Linked DNA regions of Mus musculus: all the other regions are linked to region 4. Evidence: chromatin contacts called from public promoter capture Hi-C data. All regions are on one chromosome and are shown on one strand. The core of a region is the stretch at or near the end of the contact, and the rest is flanking DNA. Distances in the headings are between cores, read along the strand shown.

Evidence for each region. Promoter capture Hi-C pulls out the DNA fragments that hold promoters and counts their contacts.
Region 1: a promoter capture Hi-C map of pre-B cells shows a contact between it and region 4, with 8 times the contacts expected there. The contact joins the promoter of Zfp445 here to the promoter of 5830454E08Rik in region 4.
Region 2: a contact with region 4 is called in a promoter capture Hi-C map of pre-B cells, with 2.5 times the contacts expected there. The contact joins the promoter of Limd1 here to the promoter of 5830454E08Rik in region 4. A contact is called at or near these places in 2 of 39 promoter capture datasets (liver and pre-B cells).
Region 3: a contact with region 4 is called in a promoter capture Hi-C map of pre-B cells, with 3 times the contacts expected there. The contact joins the promoter of Azi2 here to the promoter of 5830454E08Rik in region 4. A contact is called at or near these places in 2 of 39 promoter capture datasets (liver and pre-B cells).

The regions. Positions count from the first base shown.
Region 1 is chr9:122,863,795-122,867,701 of GRCm38.p6, reverse strand. Zfp445 (zinc finger protein 445) reads left to right here and starts at 1,696. Exons shown (of 7, transcript NM_001359935.1): 1 at 1,696-1,788.
Region 2 is chr9:123,477,169-123,481,538 of GRCm38.p6, reverse strand. Limd1 (LIM domains containing 1) reads right to left here and starts at 2,838. Exons shown (of 8, transcript NM_013860.2): 1 at 918-2,838. The coding sequence starts at 2,301.
Region 3 is chr9:118,038,516-118,042,873 of GRCm38.p6, reverse strand. It overlaps Azi2 (5-azacytidine induced gene 2), which reads right to left and starts at 2,352. Exons shown (of 8, transcript NM_013727.4): 1 at 1,916-2,352. It overlaps Zcwpw2 (zinc finger, CW type with PWWP domain 2), which reads left to right and starts at 2,015. Exons shown (of 9, transcript NM_001378466.1): 1 at 2,015-2,655.
Region 4 is chr9:120,575,287-120,579,616 of GRCm38.p6, reverse strand. It overlaps 5830454E08Rik (RIKEN cDNA 5830454E08 gene), which reads right to left and starts at 2,286. Exons shown (of 1, transcript NR_073359.1): 1 at 1,544-2,286.

The sequences.
Region 1 (3,907 bases), core at 447-2,946, 2.3 Mb before region 4:
TCCAGACAGGCATGGTGCAGGAGGAGCTTAGAGTTCTGTGTCTTCATCCACCCACTAAGGCACCATCAGGAAAAGGCTACGGGATAATCATCCTGGAGTATTTTGGGAAGTTGATTTTATTGAAGTCAGACTAGGAAAATATGGGTATAAGTACTTCCTAGTCTTTGTAGATACTTTTTCTGGATGGGTAGAAGCCTACCACACCAAGAGAGAAACCGCACAGATGGTCATGAAGAAGATACTAGAAGAGATACTTCCTTGATTTGGTATGCCTAAAACCATTGGCTCAGATAATGGGCCAGCCTTCATTTCTCAGGTAAGCCAGGGAGTAGGTAAATTACTGGGCACAGATCGGAAATTCCATTGTGCATACTGTCCCCAAAGGTCAGGGCAGGTAGAAAGGATGAATCAGACCCTGAAGGAGACCTTAACCAAACTGTTGGTAGAGACTGGTACAGACGGGGTGTTGCTCCTTCCCATGGCATTGTTTAGGGCCAGAAATACTCCCTATCATTTCTATCTAACTCCCTTTGAGATCCTGTATGGGACCTCCACTCCCTTGACCCTGGCTCTTAATGCTCCCCCAACCCCAGAGTGACTTTTCAAGCTGACACAGATCTTATGGCTCGATTGCAAGCTTTCCCGATCAGCCACCAGGAACTGTGACACTAAACTTAGTGCCCTGATTAACGGAGGTACCTCAGAGATTCCACACAATTACCAAGTTGGAGATCACCCGCAAGGCCAAAGAAACCATGAGATGGCTGTGGTGTATCTTTCTTCTCGTGCTGAGCCTCAGCACCCCACCCAACCCTACCAAAGTGACTTGGCAAGTACTTCCAGCCACTGGGGATGTGGCTTGGTCCACTACAGAGGAACACCTGCCTTATACCTGGTGGTTGGACCTTGTCTTTGATTCCTGGGATATCCCTACCCTAGAGACACAGCGGGAGGAATTACCTGAATGTATAAAAACTGCTTGTAATAGCCATTCGGGTTCGCCTTCTAGTCGCTTGACTTGAGGGACTAATTGAAGGTCGATCCTTCGTGCCGGAAAGTAAACCTCTTGCTTTTGCATCAATCTGTATTTTGGTGTCTCACTAGAGAATGTCACAAAGTAAGTACCACTGACCGAAGGTCATGGTCTTACAGTTTAGGTAGGAAGAGTGAAGGGGGAGAGCAAGACCTGCTAGTGCCATGTTTGCCATTTGGGCCTGTTAGTGCCCTGGTGTAGTTCCTGCACCAGTCTCAGATCGTTTAACCTTTACTCAATACACAGGGAGATAAGAGGCTGCTTCTCAACAGTGTCCCTTCCATACCACTCATCTAGATAATGCTCTTCTTACTGAGGGACCCTAAGGATTTTTTTCCAGTCACACGCCTTCCTTACAGCCTCTCACTTCTGCCGAGGGTGAAGGCTATGCCAAGTTTCATTCTCCACCCACAGGAACTTTCTTGAGTAAAATAATTCTCAGAATGACCCTCTAGGAAGTCCCAGGTAGGGTCCAAATGTGAACCTCTGACGGAGGATTAGGGTTTTACATTATCTCCAGACACAGCGGACAGGACATGGAAGTTAGACCTTCAGCCTTACTGCCAAGCCAGTGCCTAGACATCAAAGGCGCCAGGGAGGCATTTGGGCGGAGAGCAGCTGAGATGGCATTCCTCCGGGCTTCCTAGATAGACCTCAGAAGCGTACTTCCGCTCTCGCAGAGAGGCCCGCGGAGGAAGTGGGCCCTGGGAGCGAACAGCCATTAGGAAGAATGCTGAGTGCTCCGGCGTGAGTCGGTGAGCGGCTGGGAGGTCGGGTGCAGGAGCGGGCGGCGGGGCACAGTTGCGGTGACCTGGCCCGGGCGGCGTCACGGCCCAGGGCGGTTCTGCGGGGAGCGGGACGATCGGAGCGGTGTTGTCCAGCAGTCCGGTGTCCGCCATTATGACTCTCGGTATTCTTGACAAACTCCACACGTAGGTCCATGTTTGACTGTGTGGGTCGGTTATGCTATTGCCTTAAAAACATAAAAATTAAAAAAAAAAAAAAAGCCCTGCGGTTGTGATGTAAAATGTTTGAGATTTTAAAAAAAGCTTCGAACAGCTTGGTGTGATAGCTCCGGCCTGTAATCCCCGCTACTGAGGAAGCGGAGGCAGAAAGACCGGGAGCTTGGGCAATTTAATGAGCCCTTCTCTCAAATTTTAAAAGTAATAAAGGTAGAAATGTTTTCTAAGCTGAGAGGGCACGTTTGAAATTCAGCTTTGATAACGCACTTGAAAGCTGAAACGTGCTCACAGTCCCAACCTTATTTATATATATATTATATATTTGTGTGTGTGTGTGTGTCTTCTAGTGTTCAAGGAGTATTTTGTAATGTCCGAGTTGCTTGAGAGTAAAATGATTTAAATAAATAAATAAATAAAGCAAGAAAGTGAACTGATGGGGGAACCCATTTAGCTTTAGGTGACTTCATTTCGTGAGCTTCATTTTCTGGCTCTCCAGCCCAGCAGTGCTTCATTCTTAATACAGCTTCAGAAAGTCCATTGTTCTAATTATCTAAGCTTTGGAAACCTATGTTATAGAAACTTTGAAACTTCTGTCACCGGTTCTGCCCCGGTACAATGCAATTGTTGGTTTGGGCTTCCCTAACCTCCCCCTCTTATATTAGCCTGGAACTCATACATCAAACATGTGGGCAGACTGGCATAGAACTCATAGAAATCCACCTATTTCTACTTCCTCAGTGCTGGGGTTAAAGGTGTGTGCTGCCACACTTGGCCCTACATCTTATTTTTGTTTGAGTGCATGTATATGTGTGGCAGTGTACCTGTGGGGATTAGAAGACAACTTGTGGGTGTCTTTCCTGCTGCTGTGTTGGCTCTTGCGATTGAACTCAGGTTCAACTGAACTACACAGTCTTGACACTAGATAACTTTACTCAGTGGTCCATCCTATAGGCTGTTCCTGCCTAACTTTCCTGGGTAGTACTGTTCATTACCAAGCATAGCCATACTTAAGACCTTGACAAAAATAAAATAAAACAAATAAATGATTTTGTTATGTAAATGTTTCACTGTATGTGCCTATATGCCATGTGTGTACCTGGTGCCTATGGAAGTCTGAAGAGACTGTCAGATCTCTTAAGACTAGACTTACAGGACTGTTGTAAGCTTGCAGGTGGGCACGGGGAATTGAACTATGGTCAGCTAGGCTCCTGGGGAAGCAGTGGTCAGTGCTCTTAAATCAACAGCCCACCTCTCCAGTCCCTAAAATCTTTTTTGAAGTATTTTGTTACTTGAAATATTAGAATGTTCTTATATCTGATGTTTTCCTGTGCTTAGATAAGGTTGATGTGTTCTTGTTACTGGCACTTGTGACATTTCACCACTTTAAAATATGTGTTTAATTTTGTAATTTGTACTGTTTGAGGGGGAAAGAATTTTGAATTCTGCATTCAAGTATTCTGTTTCTTCTCAACATTCCCTTCCTGATTAGCATCTTGTCTGTAGCAGTGAGCTTGGTGTTCTACATTTTTTTATTGGGAGGCCTTGTGAGGAAGATTTCCTCTCTCCTTACTTTGTTGTTTGTTTTTGAGATAGAGTCTCACATAGCCCTGGCTGGAACTTGCTTTACCTCCAAGTAACAAAAGTCTGCCCTCCTCTGTCTCCTAAGTGATGGGATTAAAGTCATGTTACTAGCTGACTTGGCTATTAACGAAGCTTCTTAAAATATAATCAGTTTATATCAGTGTGAACTTCTGACCCCACTGCTTTGTTTTGAGACAGGGCCTTACTTGTTATGTAGTCAGCCCAGGCTGGCCTTGAATTCCTTATCTTTCTGCCTCCACTTTCCAAGTGCTGAGATAATAGGCATCATCACCATGCCTGGCTTGCTTCAATTTTTGTTAAATTTAATTTA
Region 2 (4,370 bases), core at 1,589-4,088, 2.9 Mb before region 4:
CTGCCTCCAAACATCGTGTAGAAAAAAAAGTCGAAGCCAGTCGTCTGTAAAGAGTGTGTGGGTTTTTTTTAGAAGAGAGAATGAAATCTGCAACTTTGGGTAAAAGCCTGGAGAAGCACCTTCACCTTGTGTCAGGTCACACCTTCGGGTATCGCCTGCTGCTGGCTGGTGCTGGGTGTGGACTGAGTCAAGAGGCACCTGGCCCAGTTGTTATCGTGATCCTGCAGAAGTCTCTCTCCTTCTCCGATCTTACCCTGAGCTCCTGCTGCAGCAGATCCAGGGAGGGGCTAATGATTTCCTTTTGTAACCAGCATCTAGGCAAAGATATGATGCTGGTCCATGGCTACCTGCAGAACCACCATATGAACAGAAGACAAGAAACAAAAGCCACACATCCCACACATTTATACCATGTAGAACAACCACAAATTTGGTCAGCTCAAGCCAGTCACTGCAAGAAGCTTGAGGTGGTACCTCAAACCCTTGAAACACAAACTCACAGAATTTCCCTCTTTTTTGTTTTGTTTTGTTTTGTTTGTTGATTTGGTTTGGTTTGGTTTGGTCAAAGCAGGATTTCTCTGTGTAGCCCTGGCTGTTCTGGAACTCTAGCTATAATAGACCAGGCTGGCCTCGAACTCAGAGATCCTCCTGCGTCTGCCTCCCAAGTGTCGGAATTACAGGCGAGCATCACCACCTCCCAGCTTCATTTCCCTTTTTTGAGGGCAGTTATGAGCAATCCCACCCTGCTTCACTCTGCTCACATGGGTAACTCCCATATGCAAAAGGCTGCTTTCTGCCCGCAGCTGCTTTCAAGTTTCTAAAGGAGCAGAAGTAGCTGAAAGAGGAAGGAGAAATAATAGCATCCTGGTGGGGACACCATCGCTCCACCACAGGCAACTCCAAAGCATCTTACTTACCGAAGTAGTCCGCTTTGGGGTGAGCATCCATCTCTCGCTCCAGACGCTGGGTGAGGGCTTCCAACTTCAATTCCGCAGTGGAGGGTCCAAGCTCAGGGCCCGGTGCGAGGGTCTGGCAGGGCAATCTCACCCTGGAGGGGGTGGGACTCCCTGGGAGCACAGGTTCCAGACTACTGTCAGTGGACCAGCTGGGAGAACTCTCTTTACAAGATAACTCAGATGGAGTGGACATTACCGGATGGACGTTACTGGTGGGGCTGGGCTTGGGACTAGTGCCAGACTCCACGCATCCAAACTTAGGATCCAGCCCGGTGGTCATACCTGGCTGGGTACTGTCCTTGCCAGCTGTCGAGGATAATGGAGCAGAAACTGAGAGGTAAGACTTGGGCCCATCCTGCAGCCAAGGCTGAGTGTCCACAAGGGGTTTGAAGACCCTGCCTGAAGCCTCATATCCCAGACCTGAATCTCTTTTCGGACAAGCTCCTTGGCTGGCGCTGCTAGGGACCATCGGTGCTGAAACAGTTGTGCCCTTGGGTTGAGCGGAGGTCCCATTCTCCAAGCCCATGGAAGAAAAACCGAGGTTCACTCGCTGAGAGGAGGCAGTGGACCAAAGGCCTGTTGGCTTCTCGCTGCTATGGCCACCAATGCCACCGTCCTGGCCACTGATGCCACTTTCAAAAGACCTGCCAGAGCACACTGTGGAGAGCTGTGGCTGGTAAGGGTGATGGTCTCCACAGGATTTGGGCAATGTGGAGTCATTCCCTGGGCAACCAGGCCATCCACTTCCTACACCCAGACTCACGCTGGGGCACCCTTCAGGTTTATCACCCCACTGTGGGCTTGCCAAAGAGAAATTGTCATAATAGTCTCCGTGAGTGAGGCAGGAAGGGTCTTCACAGGAGGGACTCAGGCCGTGTAAAGCAGGTCTCTGGGAACTCACAGGCCCCTCCCTGGAACCACAGTTCTGACTGCCAGGCCTTGCACCATGGGCAGATGGCCTGATCCTCTGCTCCTGAGATGGGTACGAGGGCTGCGCGGCCGCAGTGGTAGTAGCTAATCCAGGTGCCACTGTTGGCACAGCCAGAGGAGGCTTAGCGGCCCCATCTGCAGCCAGCTTGCCGCTCGCACCCTGACGGTTCCCACCGTTGACCGGGCTTCTGCCTGCCCTAGGTAGGGCCTCCTCCTGTAGGAGCTGCTGCTGTTGCTGCTGCTGGAGGTGGATTTTGGCCATCTTGGTCGCGAACACCCTTCGAGTTTCCTCAAATTCTGGGTTGTTGCCAGCACCCTTGTCCACCCGGAAGAGCCCATCCTTGGAGGCCTCATACATGTTCAGGTCCTCGATGAACTTACTGGCCTCAAGGCCCAGATCATCGTATTTATCCATGTTGTAGATCAGTGTCCGGGGCCTAGCCCTGGTTCAAGGTGTGAATGTGGTGGGGGAGATTTGGGTGCTGGCCGAGGTTTCAGGTCCAGCCTAAGGCAGATAAAGATTCCCACCTGCCCAGCAAGAAGGTCATGACTCCAAAACTCACAGTCCAGCCAGAGTTGAGGCCTTCAGGCCAGCGGGGCTAAGTTTACTTTCAGACTTCTTTTCCCCCGGGGAGCGTCCACGTGGGGGCAGAGCAGCCTTCAGCCGTGCCCGGCCTGCTTAGAAAAGTTCTCTTCTCCAAGTCACAAAACCCAAAACAGGCGAAAGAAGACAGAGAACGTCCACAGAAAAAAAGTAAACTCACATCCACGTCGAACAATCGAACTTGCAAACACACCGGGCAGCCCCTGGCCTGGGGCCGGTGGCCGGATCCAGCAGAGCTCACTGCAGCCGCGGCGCGCGGCCCATTGTCCGATGGCGGCGGCCGGCGGCGGGACGCGGAAGTGAGCGCGCGGGTCGTCAGTCCCGGGAGCTCGCTGGCCGGCTGCGCCCGCCCCGGGCCGCGCAGGGGCGCGGGCGGAGGCTCGGAGGGCGGGGCGGGGCGGGGCGGGGCGGAGGCTCGGAGGGCGGGGCGGGGCGGGGCGGGGCGGGGCGGAGGCTCGGAGGGCGGGGCGGGAGCGGGGCGGGGCGGGGCGCCCCCTGCAGGCCAGTGATGCGCACGCCGAGTTTTGGCGTCCCTCTCTGGGCACCGGGAGAGAGTTGCAATTCCCGCAGTACTTTTGCCGCGGACTGTTCAGTTTCCCGCCGCTGCTGGAGAGTCAAGGGTGCGCCAGGCTTCCCTCGGGTCCCCTCGAATGAGAGCATCTGTGTTGGACGTCCTAAGTGTGCCCAGAGAGGCTTGTCGTCCTTACTGGGTTTCTTGAACCCCAAGCAGTTCTCACCACTCCAGGTTGCCATGGCTCTAGATAACACACATAGCTCCTATGAGGTGACTGGGGATAGTTTACGTTTCCCACACAGCCGCCAGCGTGATCTAAAACCAATCCCAGGCCTGTCACTCTTGAACTTGAACCCTCAAGGCTTACTCCGGACTTATTTTGAAATCCCGCCTTCACTTCTACAAACAGGCCTGACTGCCCCGCCTACCCTCCCTCTGATTTGGGACCTTCCCTGCCTGAACTCCCGGTGGATGGAACTTCCTAGTGCCTGCCGAGAGCCTGCTGATCAGCTTCTGGTGTCTCTTCTTTCCTTCCCAGCTAAAATCACCTCCCCGTAAAGTTACCCCCACCCACAACCCCTTTGTTTCCTGCTTGGTTTGAACACTATTTAAATCCAGGGATACTGAAGTCACTGACCTGCAGGCTTTCTCCCATCTAGTTTAAATGTTTCCAGGTCTCTGCTCATACTACCTAATAGATGTAAATGTTATGCAAATAGTTCTCAGCAGTTTTGTTTGGTTTTGTTTTGTTGTCTTTCAGGAATCATGACAAGAAAATGAAATCTGTATGTGTTTAACATAAACACCTTTTCTTTTCCTGAGTATCTTGCCCTTGTTCAGATGTGGAGCTCTAGGTATGGAGGGTCAGCTCCAGCTGTTTATTTGTCTGCATGCCCCTTTTTGGTTGACAGCTAATCAGTTATCCACTTCATTACACCTGTATATGCGCAGGGTTTGGTTGAACATATGTGTCTTGGCAAATCTCTCTAAACTGTGACGAGGAACAAACAAGATAATATATATGGAAGTGCTTATATTCTTATATTCTATAAACACAAAAATGGTTCACTGTCCTGTAGACTCTGAAGGTTCAGGATATTTGTTGAAAATGAAGAGTTCCAGGCTCCAGCCCCAAACTACTAACCCCAGATTTGTGTTTTACGGCATCTGTGGGATGGGAAGACGATTTGCACAATAAAATTTGAAGAGTGAGTACTGCTATAAAGCATTATACTAAAACTAGGTTTTAAAGTTATTTTAGTTTCAAATTATGTGTATATATGGTGTGTGTGTGTGTGTGTGTGTGTGTAGGTGAAAGGGGAAGAGAGAGGTGGGGGAGGAGAGAGGACAGATGTTCTTCTAAGCC
Region 3 (4,358 bases), core at 1,103-3,602, 2.5 Mb after region 4:
AGGTGAGGAAACGGAGGCTTAGAAAAGTGAATGCGTTTGTCTGTAATCACACCTGGGCACTCCCTGAAGTGAGTCTTGTTTACAATTTCCACTGGCTTTCTATCTCTGAAAAGCCAGGATATCCAAGAACCTACTTCATACGGGTCAGTTAAGAAACAGTGGAGAAAAAAAGAACAAATCTTACGGAGAACGAATAAATTACAAGATATTCCTTTTCTTTTGTCACTTTAAATAATTAGGGGCAGGAATGGCTTTTGCTTCTCTAAGAGGGATTCTGAAGTGCCCCTTTTTAATGACGCCAGCACTTAAACATATGTGCCTTAGTAGCTTAATGCTTTGCAGTTTATTAAGTGTCCAAAAACAATATCAGATATATAATATGAAAAATGGCAGCTTTCATTTTTATGATCCTGACTCACTGAATGCAGTAAGCCCAGAGATTAGTTTTTACGGCCAAGCAATCCAAGGGCAGCCTTCTTTCCACTCCTTATCTAAAATAATGTATTTCAATGCAACTAAACACCTACATAAATGCTGTTAATAATTATTTCCTGACAATAAAACAACTTCAATTCAGAATGTGGCATTAAAGTTATATTCATCCTATTCAGCTTTTTTTAAAAATCATATTATTTCCCTCAGTAAGCATGGCATGCTCTGGTACCATTACCGAAGCACTTCTGCTAGAGGCACTTATATGCTAGAAACTGTGCTCCCCCCCCCCCCCCTTTTTTTTTTCTTGAAGATGTCTCACTTTGTAGCACTGGCTAGACTGCAACTCAAGACTCCCCAGTGCTGGGATTATTAAAAAAGCATGTGCTACCACCCCCTGACTTGTTCTTAAGAATTCATTAAATCAATGTAAAAAAGCACTAAGATGGGTAAGCACTCTTCAATTTACAGATGAAGTAATTAAACATACAAATTAAGTTGTCAACTTCAGAGCCAGCCTAGCTCTTAGAAATTATAACTGGGTGCCTTGGAGGGTAAGCAAGCCCTGGACTTCAGAAAAGGGGGAAGGAGAAAGTCAGAGTAAGCAGCCTTCTCCTCAAGAGAGGAAGTGGAAAACTCGATGCTTACACATCTGGGCTATCCATCTAATCCACTGGCATTCCCACGACAGCAAGCTGCCTTTTAGACATCAATGAATCTCTCGCATTTACATGAAAACGTCCATTTACAAACCTAGAGCATTCAACACTCTGTAGCCATTCAGCGAATAATTCCAATTGTTTTCCATTTAAGACGATGGAGTGATCACTACAGACAGGGTAAGGAGAACATTTTTTGAGAACTAGAAATGAAACTGTTTTAAGATTTTGTTCAATCCAACTTAAAATTCAAACGGGGGTGGGGTGGCTCTTCTGTACTTAAGGATTAGAGGTCAATTTCAGTCTCAGTATGTCAATGTTTTTGATCATCACATGGTATTTCTGATTTCTAGTAGCTTCCATGGGTATTTTATCTCTCTTTCTGAGTATTCCGAGTTCCTTGCGAGGAGGACCACTGTTAGCCTGCCTTGCAACCCAGCCGGAAAACGGGACTGAAACATGCAAGTTAGACTGATGGTCACTCCCAGACGCCACCGGCACTACCCACGTCCCTCTTTCCCTCTCCGATATAAATGCCACCCCAGTGCAGGAAATAAAACTGAAAGCGTTCCCAGCGAGTCAAGAGCACGGACCGAACTTGAGCAATCCCCGAGCGGGAAGGCAAAAAAAAAAAAAAAAAAAAAAAAAAAAAGCCCGTGGAAGCGGGGCTGTGGGATGGCAGGGACCAGGGATGCTAGACTGGGCCGCTCTGAACAGCAGAAGGGCGCCGGGGACAGAAAGCGAAGTGCGTCTGGCCAGGCGACAGCCACCAGGCCCCTCCTGGCTGTCTCCACCGTCCGGGCGAGCGCGAGCGATCCACTCACCCTGAACCCTGGCTACGTAGGGCGGTCCCCAAGGCCACCGGGTTTCGCTTCCCCAGTGTTTGGAAGCCGGCTGAAAACAAACCGGGTCGCCAGGGGTCACCACGGGCTTCCGGTTTCCTCGAAGACGCCACCGCTTCCCCCGTCAAGGTGGCCGTCACAGGTGCACCGAGGGAGTCCCATGTCTTCCGCCGCGGCTCCCGCAGTCAGGGGCCCTGGAGGTCACAGAGGAACCGAGCAGGGGCGGCCCGGGGCCGCCGGAACAGGCCCGTTACCCAGCAGCACGCGCGTCAACTCCGGGGTCGCCGGCGCCCGCTGCCCCGCTCAGGGGCGGCGAGGCCTAGAGGGTTCTAGAAGGGTCTACGAACGCCCCGCCGCCCACAAAGGTGTCGCCGCTGCGCACAGGCTGGGTGCCAGCGCAGCGCGACGAAACCGGAAGCCGGACCTGAAGACTATATAGGGTGCCGCTAAGTGGCGCTCTAGCGGGGCGGGGCGTACTACAGGTCCCATGAGCCTCTGCGGTAGGGCAGAGGCGCACTACGAGTCCCGTGAGCCTCCGCGGCGGGGCGTACGTACTACCAGTCCCAGTGGTCCCCGCGGCGGGTGAGGTGTCGCGCCCAGCCGCGGGGAGGCGGAGTGGAGCTGAGACAGCGTCGCAGGCTGGCTGCTGTTGGGCTGAGGCGCGCGTTCAGGGCGCCCTCTAGCGCGTCCTTTCCACTCAGCGGCAACTGGGATTCCGTGAGGTGGGTCCGTGCTGCTCAGCTCAGAGGCGCCTGTCACCGTGGTGCTAACCCGAGAGCTGATGCGTGTCTGGGGCCCCTGGAATCCACGCAGGCCCCGTGTTTCGGGTCGCGTGGCGGTCTCCTTGGGTATCTTTTGAAGCAAGGTCGCTCACTGACTTCATGGGGGTTCCGGGATGCTCTTCTGTGTAGCAGGAGAAAAGGAGCCCATGGCCAACTCTTGACTTGTTCTGGCTCTTAGAGTTGTCTCCTCTCTCGGTTATTTCTAGGTGATAATCCTCCGGGTTTGTTTGTTTGTTTGTTTGTTTGTTTTTTGAGGCAGAGTCTTATGCATCCCAGAATGGCCACAAACACACTTGTTTCCACCACCGGGTGAAGAATTTTAGTCATCTATAATTCTCTCTGTCTGTAGTTTGTTAAATCTTCATATTTTTGTACGTTTGTTTTTTAATTTTAAATTTGCGGCAGGGCCTCAAGTAGCCCAGGCTACCCTCAAAGTCTTGAATTTTTTTTTCTCTGACCTCCTGCTTCTGACTCCAAGGTTTTGGGTTTATACATTACCAAGCAATGCGGTGCTGGAGGTTGAACCCGAAGCCTTGTGCATGCTAGAACATTGAACTGTATGGTGAGGCATAGACAAATTAATTGCAATCTTAGGGGGTCACAGACAGAAAAAGGAGCACAAGTTCTAGATTATTTCTGGTTAAGTAATGTGAGAGTCATAGTTATAGTTAATATTTATTTATTGACAACTAAGAACGCTCATGTTTCTTGGCACTATATTATTTTGTCAACTGAAAACTTAAATTCTGTCAGTGTTCTGTGGAAGGTTTTTGAGTATATAGTTTTTGCCTATGGGTAGATAATTTTTTCACTGGAGTATATTTGGTTTTGAACAATCAAAAAATATGGACCTTGATATAAGTTACGACTATGGCTCAGCTCTCTTAGGGGCAAATATTTATTTTTAGGGTTAGTACAGGTATTATTTTGATAATACCTTGTTTGAGCAATGAAAACCTTTTTGTTTTTCATTGTTTTTAATGTGTGTTATGCTTTGCTGGCATGTGTGTGTGTGTGTGTGTGTGTGTGTGCATGTGCATGTGCATGCAGTGCCCATGACAGCCAGAAGAGTTGTATTCCCTGGATCAAGAGTTGACAGAAGTTTTGAGCCTCCATGTAGGTGGTGAGAATTGAACCTAGGTCCTTTAGAAGAGCAGGCAGTGCCCTTAACCACTGAGCCTCTCTCTAGCCCAACTTTATTTTTTTAAAGTGTGGTATCTGAAGAATACTGTAGTGAAACAATAACAACATATTTTTAGAGGAATAAAGTTTTAAGTGAGTTTGTAGATTTAAATTGTATACTGAAATTTCACCATACCACTCTATAAATCATTTTTCTGTAGTTTATTCTATGTTGTAAGTACTGTATCCTTAACATAATTAAAGTGTCAGAATTGCTGAGTTGTAATAGCAGAGTTTTTTCATGTTAATACCATCTTCAATGGCATTTAATTAGCGTTGTTTTAGAGGCATTTTCTCTACATGTCATGTGTACAGGCTAAGTTCTTTAGGGAGGGGATGGGTTTTTTTTGTTTGTTTGTTTGTTCTTTTTTCTTTCTTTCTTTCTTTCTTCTTCTTCTTCTTCTTCTTCTTCTTCTTCTTCTTCTTCTTCTTCTTCTTCTTCCTCTTCCTCTTCCTCTTCC
Region 4 (4,330 bases), core at 1,037-3,536:
ACAGCCTTCAAGAAACTGATACTCCCTCCCTGAGAGAGCACCAACTGTCCGTGGCTCCTCAGCTAGGGGTCTGGAGCTCCTGAGCCCCTCCCTCCTCCATGCTAGAATGCAGACCAGCTTGAGACCTCATGTAGGTTATATGCAGGCCACCACAGCTACTGTGGGATCATGACTGCAAAGGCTCTGTTGTGTCCAAAACTCTCTTCAGGGTGAGAGACTCCTCCCTGATCTCTGGTTCTTACAATCTTTCCACACTCCTCCATGATGGTCCCAATCTTGAGTGTGACTGAGATGACCATTTGTGGCTGAGCACACTTATTCCCTGCAGTTTGGCCTGTTGTGAACTTCAGCATTAACCACTGTCCCCTGCAGAAAGGACCTCTGATGCAGTCTGAGCGTTGCACTAATCTGTCTATAGAGATAAATAATTTAGAGGGCAGTTTGACCCCCTGGTTGGGGTCACCCCCTGGGCCCTATAAACACCCACCTGTGGGTCATGTGGTACTAGGCATGTGTTTCCTTCTGTGGGAAGAACCTCAAAGCCAATCAGAAAGCAGTTGGTTTCCCCACGCAACATCAGCCCACTGTTGCACCATGGACAATATTTTGCCAAGCTGGTCATTACTATAGCTTGGTGTTCACAGCTGAAGATTGTTGGTAAATCCACCCTGACCTCCCCACCCCCCAGAAACCTGCACATGACCCTCTGTTACCATGACAACAGGCGGGCAGGAAGTCAGCACCAACTTGATTTGTTTACGTGCCATGACCACGGTTCCACCAACACCGGGATGTGTTGGCTGTCATTCACCCTGACTCCACCCATCTGCAGTGTAGGGAATCAACCCCATTTGTTCCTCCCTAGCTTCTTTTCAGGTTCCCAGCACCAAACACCGTGTAGAGCACCTGAGCTCTGAAAAGTCAGTGCTTTACAAACCATATGTCCCTGTCTCTCGAGAAAGCCAGCTCTCTTCAAAGAGTTTGCGTGTTCTGGCTTCCTAGAAAGAACATCTTTATAACTATGGGTCTGACCCCAATGGAGTCACAGAACTAAATGTGAGTCACAAAAGCAACAGCAAACATCTTCTGAGTTTAGTGACCAAAAAACTGATTTAAATCAAGTGCGTAACAAGTCCAAGGTTTTTCCACCCGTGTGGTAACGAGGCCACCTCAGGTGTAAACATGGTGTGTGTGTTCGCATGACAAGAGTTCAAAAAAGAAGACTCAACTCTCAAAAGTGTCTGTGGAAGGCACTCACAAGCCTCAGGTCACAGCAAACCTCGTTCTCAGCCCCTCCCCTCCTCCAGAAGGTTCAGTGAGTAAAGTTACTTGCTGCATAGCCTGACTACCTGGGTTCCATCTCTTGAACCCACACGGTGGAAGAGTTGATGCTTGAAGGTAGTCATGTGACCTCCACACACCCTCTGTGGCACACACGTCTGTATACACACACAAATAAGTGTATGGGAAGTGAAAGAAAATTCGCACACTGAATACTGGTCTCTTGACAATACGACCACAATGAATGAAGCAAACTCTTCAACACGTTTTAGTTTGTTTTAATGGATGAATGTGGTCAATGTCCGCCACACAAACTCAGGTACTCCCAGAGATCCCTGGAAGAACCTGGAGTGATAGGAGGTTGTGAAATACTCCGCAGGGACTCTGGGAACCAAACTTTGTTCCTCTGGAAGAGCAGAAGGTACTCCAACACAAGGTGTAACCCAGGCTGGCCTCAACTCCTGATATTCCTGCTTCTGCCTCTTCAGCATATCCTACTAGCAACGGACACCAGAACCAGCTCAATAATGAACTTCCTAACTTCAGCAGGTGACTCTCGTTTGCAGACACTCACGGGATGTTCTGGCATGGTTCTCCTTTCTTCCACTAGCATCTGCAACGTAAGCCTCACCACTCCCAATATAGCCTCCTGTGGTGCGTGGGTTCCGTATCTCCCACTGTGACACCCCAACCTCCTCGGACATCCCCATCCAAAGTCTTCCTGCCTCCCACGCAGGTCTCCACTCTGCAGACTGCGCGCTTACAAGGCACGAGTGTCTGACGGCGAGGGGACAGAAATGATGCTCCGCGCCCCGGGGACGCCTCCTGGGGCCCAATGCGTCCCTGGGCACGGAGGGGGGGGCAACATCGGATTGTCCACTCGTGGCAGGCTGGGAACGCTGAAGGAAGGTTGCACTTCTGACCCAGCACCGGGCGCAGTAAGTCAACGTCCGACTCGCCCGAACTATCTACAGGGCCAAGCCCCGACCCGGAAGCGCGAGCGCACTCCGGCCGCTCTAGGAGTTCCGGAGGCCTCATCTCGGTGATAACACCGCCCCACCACTTGTCGGTCCAGCGGAGTAGGAGGGGTTTGATGTGGCTCAGGGCGCCTGCGCACTTGCGCAGACTCCCGCGCATCTGCTCTGAAGATCTGAGAGGTGCGCTTTGAGACGTTTGGGTGCGTGCGCATCTGGGCAGCAGGTGGTAAGCGTTGCCCGCTCCGGGCAGAAATTATACAAATTCGCTTGAGCGATCTCTCTGGTACCAATTTTAAATAGCAACATTGATTGGGGAAAAAAAAAAAATCACACCCCCACAAATAAAGATTGGACATCAGTGTGCAGTTTCTCATGCTGATACGGCCGGAAAATTAGCTTAGCCGGTCACTTCTCAGCACCAGGTGGCTCAACTGAGCACCAGAAATCTAACGGCCTCTTCTGGACTGCCTGACCCTGCACTCACAGCATATACCCACAAAGACACAAATCATCCTGAAAAGTATTTTCATAGACTCAGCAGTTAATAACACCTGTTGCTCTTGCAAAGGGCCAAGACTCAATTCTAACAGCCATATGGTGGCTCACAATCCTATTCTAAGGGACCCAACATTCTCAGACACCACAATGAGGCACAGACCTAATATGCTGGCAAAACTCATTTGCATAAAACCCCAAACTTTAAAATGGTAAAGCAGTAAAAATGATAAGGTAGGAAAAGCTTATTTCTTACTGGACACGATGGTACTTATCTGTAATGCTAGCACTACAAAGGCCTAGACAGGAACCAGAAGCCCTACCTCAGACAATGTTCAAGGTGTGTGGTGGTTGATGGCCTATGCTGGAGGCTAAAGCATGAAGTCCCCTGGAGGCGGACAATGGTGGTGCACGCCTTTAATCACAGCACTTGGGAGGCAGAGGCAGGCAGATTTCTGAGTTGAGGCCAGCCTGTTCTACAAAGTGAGTTCCAGGACAGCAAGGGCTATACAGAGAAACCCTGTCTCGAAAACAAAAGACAGACAGACAGACAGACAGACAGGCAGAAAGAAAGAAAGGAAGAAAGAAAGAAGAAAGTCAGTCAGGCCCCTGGAGCTCAGAAGCCAGAAAAGCAAAGTGAGACCTTGTTTCCTGAAAGTTATCAAGTCCACAGCAGTCCCAACGCTAAGAAATCCTTCATAAATACCCCTGAAAACCAATCACCAAATACCTCACTGAAGTAACCATGCTTTTGAAACTGCTGGCTCCCAGGCACTGTTGTCCTTGATTTCAGTCCCCTCCTCCCCTGTCCCCTTACCTCAGGCTATACCAGTAAAGCCAGTTCCAGGTGCTAAGTTCTTAACCACCAGCATTTCAGTGCAAAAGGACTTGGCCCTCCTGCCAGCAGCCAACCTGAGTATACCTAGATATGGGCTCTGTTGCAGAAATCCACTTCCTGCAGTCCTTTAATTCCCAGCCCTGGGAAGAAAACTGCTGCTTCCTGACAAATCACTTGCTAGTTCAAAACAATACCCATTCTACCCCACTCCCGTGTGCAGACCAGGAATCCTGGGTGGCAAGGCTGGAAATGTCAAGATTACAGTTGAGTGTTGTCTACTTTCCCACAAGCCTCAACAGGCCACCTTTCGGACTATCTACAATTCTACCATGTAGAATTCTTGCCGGCAATGCTCTGGGGGGTGTGGGGAGGGTGCTGTTTAATGAAGCCAGACTCTCTTTTTCCTACTAAATTCTGTGGGGTGAATTATCCCAGTCTGTATGCTTTAATCCCTTTCTCAGAATCCCTAAATATGAGCCCATGAACAGGTGGCTTATGAAATATGGGATCACCACCTTCCTGATAGCAGAGTAAGTGCCTAGACACGTGTTTTCAACTTCCTTCCCACTAAGCCAATCAGGACTGGCTAAACTGAAGTACCAGTTTGGGGTTTTTTGATTTTGGTTTTTCGAGGCAGGGTTTCTGTGTACCTCTGGCTGTCCTGGAACTCACTTTGTAGACCAGGCTGGCCGTGAACTCAGAAATCCACCTGCCTCTGCTTCGAGTGCTGGGATTAAAG